Regions from separate parts of the Mustela erminea genome. Here region 1 is linked to region 2. A link is a contact called in public Hi-C data. All regions are on one chromosome and are shown on one strand. Each heading gives the region's core, a stretch centred on a gene start, on an enhancer-like site or on the middle of the called end of the contact. The rest is flanking DNA. Distances are from core to core; before and after follow the strand shown. Region 1 holds the start of LOC116597843 (translation initiation factor IF-2-like). Region 2 holds the start of HOXD8 (homeobox protein Hox-D8).

Region 1 (3,630 bases), core at 401-2,900, 480 kb before region 2:
CAAAGTCCCTCAGAGCCAAAGTTTAGAAGAACACGTGCTCTGGACACAGCAACCGTAATTTCAAAATCACTCCATTTACAATTCCATTCCTCATCTCTTTGATCACTTTGGCACACTATTCAGGAAATAACAGAAAGAGAAATATGAAGCTGGAGACAGAAAATTTAATTATAAAACAAAGCCACCCACCTTGCTTTCAGGGTCAGGAAGTACAATGGCCTTCTTTTGCAGCAAGAATGAACTTAACACCAGTGTCTTAAATGATCATGTATATATTTTAAAGAAAAGGAAATGGTTCTTTTAAAAAAAAAAAAAAGAGCTGCTATATCTCAATCCTCATAGCAAGTCTTACCAAAAAAAAAAAAAAAAAAAAAAAAAAAAAAAAGGGAAAGAAAATCAAAGCAGCATACTGTGGTTCTTTGGCACAAGGCAGAAAGCAGAGTCCTGGAGTCACTCACTATTCCCCTGTTTTGCAAAGCAAAACAAAAAGCAACAGCAAAAGGTGCTGTTTGTCAGGAGGGGAAGGACTTTAAAACACCTCGTGCCCTCCTGGGTCCCTCCCAGAGCCTTCTTTCCGTAAGGGCTGTAGAAGCCGCAAAGATCAACACCAATGTCATCATCGGCTGCTTAAATGCCACAAAAGTACACTTAGAAATGAGAGGAAAGTGACAGACACGGATATGCTGAGCCAGCCCCACTGCCACTGGAACAGCCTTAAATGCCCACACAAGGAGAATAAAAAGAAAAGCACATTTTGCAATAGAATAAATTCTTTTTTTTTTTTTTTTTTTTTTTTTATTGAGACCGCGGAAAGTCACATGACCCTGCATGTAGGCTTTTAGGAAAGCAACCGAAATGGTAAAGAAAGGCGCGGGGGGCTGCCTCCTTCCTCCCGCCGCCTCTCAGCCCGTCCCGCCGCGTGTCCGCATTCTTCTGGGCGCATCTGTGGAGCTATTAAGTGGGATAATCCCTCTGGCCTTTGATACATTTCTGGACATGATTATTTCATTACTCGCAGTATATCAGTAGGATCATAATAAAAAGGACTTCTGACAACCTGCCAAGAGTTTTGTGGCCTTGTAAACACAAAAGTGCTCTAATAAAATTTTATTAAGTGTTAAAAAGTCATAAAAAGTGAAATAACATAAACTACAAAATTTACTGTCCTCAGCAAATGCTGAAAATATCGTCCACAGTAAAATTAAATTAGCATGTAATAGACAGAGAAGCAGTGTGGAGTGGATTTAAAAGAGGATCCAGGGAAAATGACACTGTAACCCAATCTGGGTCACGGGGATTTAATTCGGATTCTTCTCCCTAAATGTGAATAAATGTGCTGATTACAGACAAGAGCTCCGGGGTGACTGGAGTCTCACACATTGTCAATACTTTGGGAGAAATAATATATTGCAGATTGTAAGGAGCGGGGGAGCCCGAGCGGGCGCGGCGGGGAGCGGCCGAGGGGCAGGGTGTCCACTAGGGCGCGCTGCGAGACCGGGAATCCCCGCCAGCGGCCCACGCGGCCGCACCGCCCCAGCCGCGCGCGCACGCTCTGCCCTCGCCCCTCTCGAAATCATATTTACACTTCTTTCTTTTTTTTTTTTTTCCTTCCCCCCCTTTCCTGTGACATTTTCTCCAAATCGGAAAGTGATGTGTAAGTCGAGCTTCGCCGCAGGCGGCCCTGGGTCTCCGCTTTCAGACTCGGGGTCCCGAAGTGGGGTGCGCTGCCCCGGCGCTGCTAACCCCGGGAACAGAGTGGGGACCCCCACCTCCAGTCCAGCGCCCGCAGGCCAGGCCGCTCCGCCCAGGGAGGCTGAGGAGTACGCGAGGCCCACGGCCGGGGGGGCACTCGTGCGCTCCGAGCGCGGCCGGTGGCCAGCCCCGCGGCGGGTTCAAGTGCATGCCCGTGGTTGGAGCCCGAGGCTCTGCGAGCGAATTCTCCCCCGCTCAGCCCCCTCTCCGGAGTTCAGTGTGCCCCGCCGCTCCCGGGACCCCTCTCCCGGCCCTCCCAGCCGCGCTGAGCCGCCGAGCTGGGGCCCGAACCCGGGCGCCTTCCTTCCCGGCCCCGGCCCCGACCCACGGCGTGGGGCTTCCCAAGAGCAACGCGGAGGCTCCGCCTGGAAAAGAAGTCCGACTTCCTCTCCACCCTGCTCTGCTGCAATCTGGATTCGGCAGGAAATGGCTCGAACACCCACCCCGCGCGTTTGCAGTCAGCCTTCGCTTTGCTGAAGGGAAACAGCTCCCACCAAAGTCTTGCCACCCCCTCCCCTCCCGAAAGACCCGCGCAGGTTTGTAAAGAAGGGTGCGAGATCTGAACAGTATCTGTGTTCTAGGCGGAGAGATGTTGGTGATGGTGCCCAAAGAGAGATGCGGCGCTTTTGAGGTAGAGATCAGCCGCGGGCCGCATCTTGTTTTGTAGTTTCAAAGTCATGCAAACGCGCCCATCTGAGGAGTCACTATGGGGAGCGTATTGATGAGAAGTTGGTGAAATAGGAAATAGAAGGGAGTGACGTTTCGTGGCATCCTTTTTCTTCAGAGATGTTCAGGGTTTTAAACTGCATTTAACAATTAGCTACATCTTGCCAGAAAGTAACTGTTTTTAAGTAGACCGGTTGCTAAAGCTCAGAAGAGGTAAGTTAGGTGACCCCAGTAAGATGCTCCCGTTTCCTGCTGAGCCTTGCTCGCGTTACTAGGATGAGGATGCCTGAGATTTGTGGTTTGACCGAGGCAAGAACAGTGGAGTCTGATGTGCCCAGAACAGTGGAGTCTGATGTGCCCAGGTAGCGTTTAAAGCAAATGCAGCACCCAAGGATCTTTCTGATAAGCAATGTTCCACTTGACACTTCTCGCTTAAAATAAATATAACTAATTTATAGTGAGAGTTGTAGCCCCATGTTCTAGATTTTTTTTCTTGTTGTCATGACTTATATGGGAAAAAAAAGTGTTTTTTTTTTAAACAATTTTTTAAAAATGCTTTTTATTGTCATTTGCGAAGTATTGACTTTGAAACAGCCTGGACTGGATCTTTGGAGTTAAAGAAGCAAACAAGTCCATTTAAATGTGGTTTGACATTTGCTGTCAAAGGATTTGAGATGTACTAAAAACAGAATTAAAAGGAATGGATATAAATAAAAAATTCCTTTTTGACTCTATTCGCCTGCCTGGGGGGAAGGGACAGATGACATGTCAGTGGCTCAGTCTGTGAGCCATTCCCAGCAAGCAGCAGTTGTAAATGTGGTCGGTCAGTGTTGCCTTTGAAAATGAAGGGCAAGTATGTTTCTGGAAACACAGAAACAAATATTTTACCGCAGACGATTTTCTCAGTAGTTCAGACTAAAAGTCTTGTATTTAAATTTTGATGAGAAACGTTTTATGGCTCCTCTGTGAAATCCAAAAGGAAACTTTATACTTGTTTTGTTCTGTGTTCACCTTTCAGACTGAAGTTCATCTCTCCTTCAGAAAAAGTTGTCGCAATTATTAAAAACACCATCCTGACTAGCAATTTTTAATTCTCTACAGGTAGATAAGTGATTGGTGTAGTAATTTTTTAAAAATTTAAAGAAGATTAGAACAACCCTACTCAAGGAGTTTAGCGGAGGGGAGAGGATTTCCAAACCCATAAATGCAGTC
Region 2 (3,399 bases), core at 817-3,316:
GGTAGCTTGAAATACAGGTAAAGTCCTTTCCAACAAAGAAAATAGATGGTGTCCAACAGCATGTGTTGATCATTAGTTTTAACAGTCTGTGGTAAAATTTTAAAGGTAGAAGTTAATTTGTCAGGCCTTCGGCTCTGTCTTCCTCCAGCTCTTGGGCTTCCTTTTTGGTTTCCCCATCCTTTGCCTCCTGTCGGGAAACTGGGAATTTGTCCTTGTTGTTCTCTTTTTTCCATTTCATCCTCCTGTTCTGGAACCAGATTTTTACCTGTCTCTCCGTGAGGGCTAGGGCGTGGGAAACCTCAATTCTTCTCTTCCTGGTCAGATAAGGGTTAAAAAGGAATTCTTTTTCCAGCTCTAGAGTTTGGAAACGACTGTAGGTTTGTCTTCCTCTTCGTCTACCAGGAGCTGCTGATTAAAAAAAAGAAAGAAAGAAAACAAGCGTTTTAGAAATGTAATGGTGCCTCTGCAGGTTGCTGGAGTTTTCTGGAACGTGTCTAAAGGATGAAATACAAACAAGTCTCTAGCTCTGATATATATAGGATACGCAGGCAAGAGAAATAGAGAGGTCTTCACAATTACTGTCCCCATCATCTTTACGCGGTTCCTACTTTACGAAAAAAAAAGAAGTATTACTTTTGAATAAGAGCTACGATAGCTACATAAGGAAAAAGGAGAGGGCAAGGAAAAGGTAGTTTTAAAGCTAGAACGTGAGATGAAAGCAGATTTCTCCCCCTCTCCCCGCACTGGAAAAAAAAAAAAAATGCATCCCAACCTTGTGGTCTCATCCAGGGAAACATTTGAGAAGGAGACGAGCTCTGATTTAAGTGGTCTGGGTCCTCGCCAATATTACCACTGGACGATTTACAGTCAGGATATTGTACCAGCTCGGCCTCTTGCTGGGTCGTAAAAATCGGCTGTCTCTGTAAGTTATCGTATCCGTAAAACTTCGCGGGCTCCCCGTGACAGGCAATCCCGCCGCAGGGGGGAGGCGGCGGCGGAGGCGGAGGATGCGGAGGAGGAGGGGGGGGCGGCCTGGTAGGCTGCGGCCGGGCTGCCCCCGCCGGGGTGGAAGTAGTCCTGGCCGTGGCCCGGGCCGCCCCCACCACCGCAACCCGGCCCGGCGGGCGGCGGCGACGGATGCGGGTGCGCGTGCGCCTGCGGGGGCGCGTGCGGGAAGCCGGCGGCACTGTTGCCATAGAGCTGCAGGGCGGCGGCGGCGGCGGCGTGGCGGCTGCCGACCTCGGGCGCGAAGTGACAGTCGTAGTAAGTGGGATTGATGGCCTCGCCCGCCGCGGCCGCCGCCGCCGCCGCCGCCGCCGCGGCCGCCGCCTTGTACTTGGAGTACAGCGGGTTCACGAAGTAAGAGCTCATCGGGGCGGCGGCGGCGGTGGTGGTCAGGGGCCGAGGTAGGGCGGCCCTGGGCGGGCGGTGTGCAGCAGGCAGGGAGCGCGCCTCAGCGCGGCCGCACTGCCGCGGGGGCCTCTGGGGCGGCTGCTCGTTCCGCCGGGGCCGCCGGGCTACGTTGCTGCTGCTACCCACCCGCCCGCGCGCGCGTCGCCTCTGAGGCCCGGCCGCCGCGGGCACTTGGCTACTGGACGCTCATGCCCGGCTCTCGAGCCCGCCGCCTCGGCCTCGCGCCGCCTCCCTCGCGGGTCGCGGGGCCTCACCCAGCCCCCGCGCTCACCGCCCGCCCGGCCTCTCCCGGCGCGCGCCGGCTCGGCCGCAATATAATCGCCGACGCCCCGGGTGACCTGCCCCGCTGCCTCCACTGTTTCCTCTCAGGCACCAGGCGGCCCTGAGCGCACCGGGACAAGAAAAAAAGTGCGCCCGGCCCACGGGGACACTCTTTGGCTTCGGTTTACAAACGCCCGCTCTGGAGGGAAGAGAAAAAAACACCCTCTACCCGCCACCACCTCTCACCTCGGCCCCCCCGCGGCCCCCTCCCACCGCTCTCGCCGCCGCCGCCGAGGCTGCCGCCCCGGTGCGCCCCGGCGAGGCATTTTCGCACCACGCCACTGAGTGGAGAAGATGGGGGCGAGATAACCGCGCGGAGGGATCCGCGCGGAGGCGACACCGTTGCTCCCGACGGGACTCCTCACCCTGGCCGGGAGATGCCTCCGCCGGCCTTAAAGGGGGCCCATAAAGCCGCACTGCCAAGGGCTCGCCTTGCCCCCCGGGGCCCAGGGAATGTGGCTCGCGGCTGGCGTGGCGGGGGCGCGAGAGAACCTTACACTTGGTGGGGGGAGGAAGGAAGGCCACTCCCAGGAGGCCAGGGCAGCAAATGACTCCCTCCCCTGGCCCCTAGAACAAACCCCCAGAGGTTGGCCGTGGCTTTTGCGCTTCTGGACACGCGGGCGCAGACCGGGGAACAAGGGCAAGTGGTGTAGACCTGACCGCGTACATTTGGGTTGGGTCCGGAGTGGTTTGATTAAAGGCCACAAAGGTGATCCCAAAACCTGGCATTATCAAAGCGAATCTAAGGCCTTCTTTTCCAGGCGGGCAGGCCTGGTGGAAATGAGATGTACATTTACCCTTGACGCACTGCACGCCTGGCTGAGGCTCCCAGGTTAATTGATATTTAATGGAAATCATGCCTATGAATATAGTTTCCATCATTTCACCCTTGATAGACGTCAGCACCAGGCGCAGGGGGAACTGAGGAATGTGGGGGCGGCGGGGGCGGGCAGATTAGCATTGCTGAGGGAGTAAATAGAAAAGCGGACAGAAATGTTCCAAGGCGGGAAGGAGAACTCACGCTCGGGTGGGTGGTATTTCCTCGAGCAGGACGAGCGGCTCCCGGGTCTCAGCCCCGGCACGGAGCGGACCAGGGCAGGCGGTGGCCCCGGGCGAAGCGCGGGGGGCCGACCCCTGCAAGTCCCCACTTGGAGCCCCGGGGCCGGTGTTAGGATCGCTCCGGTTCCGGGCAGCTGCAGGCGGCACCCACAATCTGCTAATGATTCTAGTTCATCTGCCAAGCCTGTGAAGTGACTGCTGAGAGCGGGTGCTGCATTCAGCTTAAAAAGTTACTCATTTTTCCGAAAGAAAGGAAAGAGAAGGGTCATCCTAGCTTGAAGGATGAGGAAGAGAAACGTCCCGTGTCATGTGGGCAAGTCGAATGTGAACCGGCAAAGTATTCCTGGTTTTACGTGCTCGCTCGCCGTTAACCGCCGTTTTCTCTTCCTCAAACCTCCTTTTTTCTCCCTGTCTACTCCCGTATTAATGTCCAACAAGTATAGTAAGTCTATGTTGAGTGCGTTTTCCCTCGCCGACTCGGCCTTTCTCGTGAGCTCTTCAAATGACCGGGGCCCCTTTTCCTTAGGGATAATCTATTGCTGTGAGGGCACCAGGCCCACACCAGCCTTAACCGACCTCGGAAACATGCCCCGAGCCCACGGAGGG

What was found. A called contact is a pair of places that touch in the nucleus more often than the background predicts.
Region 1: a Hi-C map of fibroblasts shows a contact between it and region 2, with 7 times the contacts expected there. The contact joins the promoter of LOC116597843 here to the promoter of HOXD8 in region 2. A contact is called at or near these places in 2 of 3 Hi-C or Micro-C datasets (fibroblasts and skeletal muscle).

Annotation. Positions count from the first base shown.
Region 1 is chr8:71,636,958-71,640,587 of mMusErm1.Pri, reverse strand. It overlaps LOC116597843 (translation initiation factor IF-2-like), which reads left to right and starts at 1,650. Exons shown (of 3, transcript XM_032356092.1): 1 at 1,650-2,288. The coding sequence starts at 1,901.
Region 2 is chr8:71,152,946-71,156,344 of mMusErm1.Pri, reverse strand. HOXD8 (homeobox protein Hox-D8) reads right to left here and starts at 2,066. Exons shown (of 3, transcript XM_032356017.1): 1 at 1,027-2,066; 2 at 773-1,025; 3 at 1-405. The coding sequence starts at 1,371. The coding sequence ends at 113.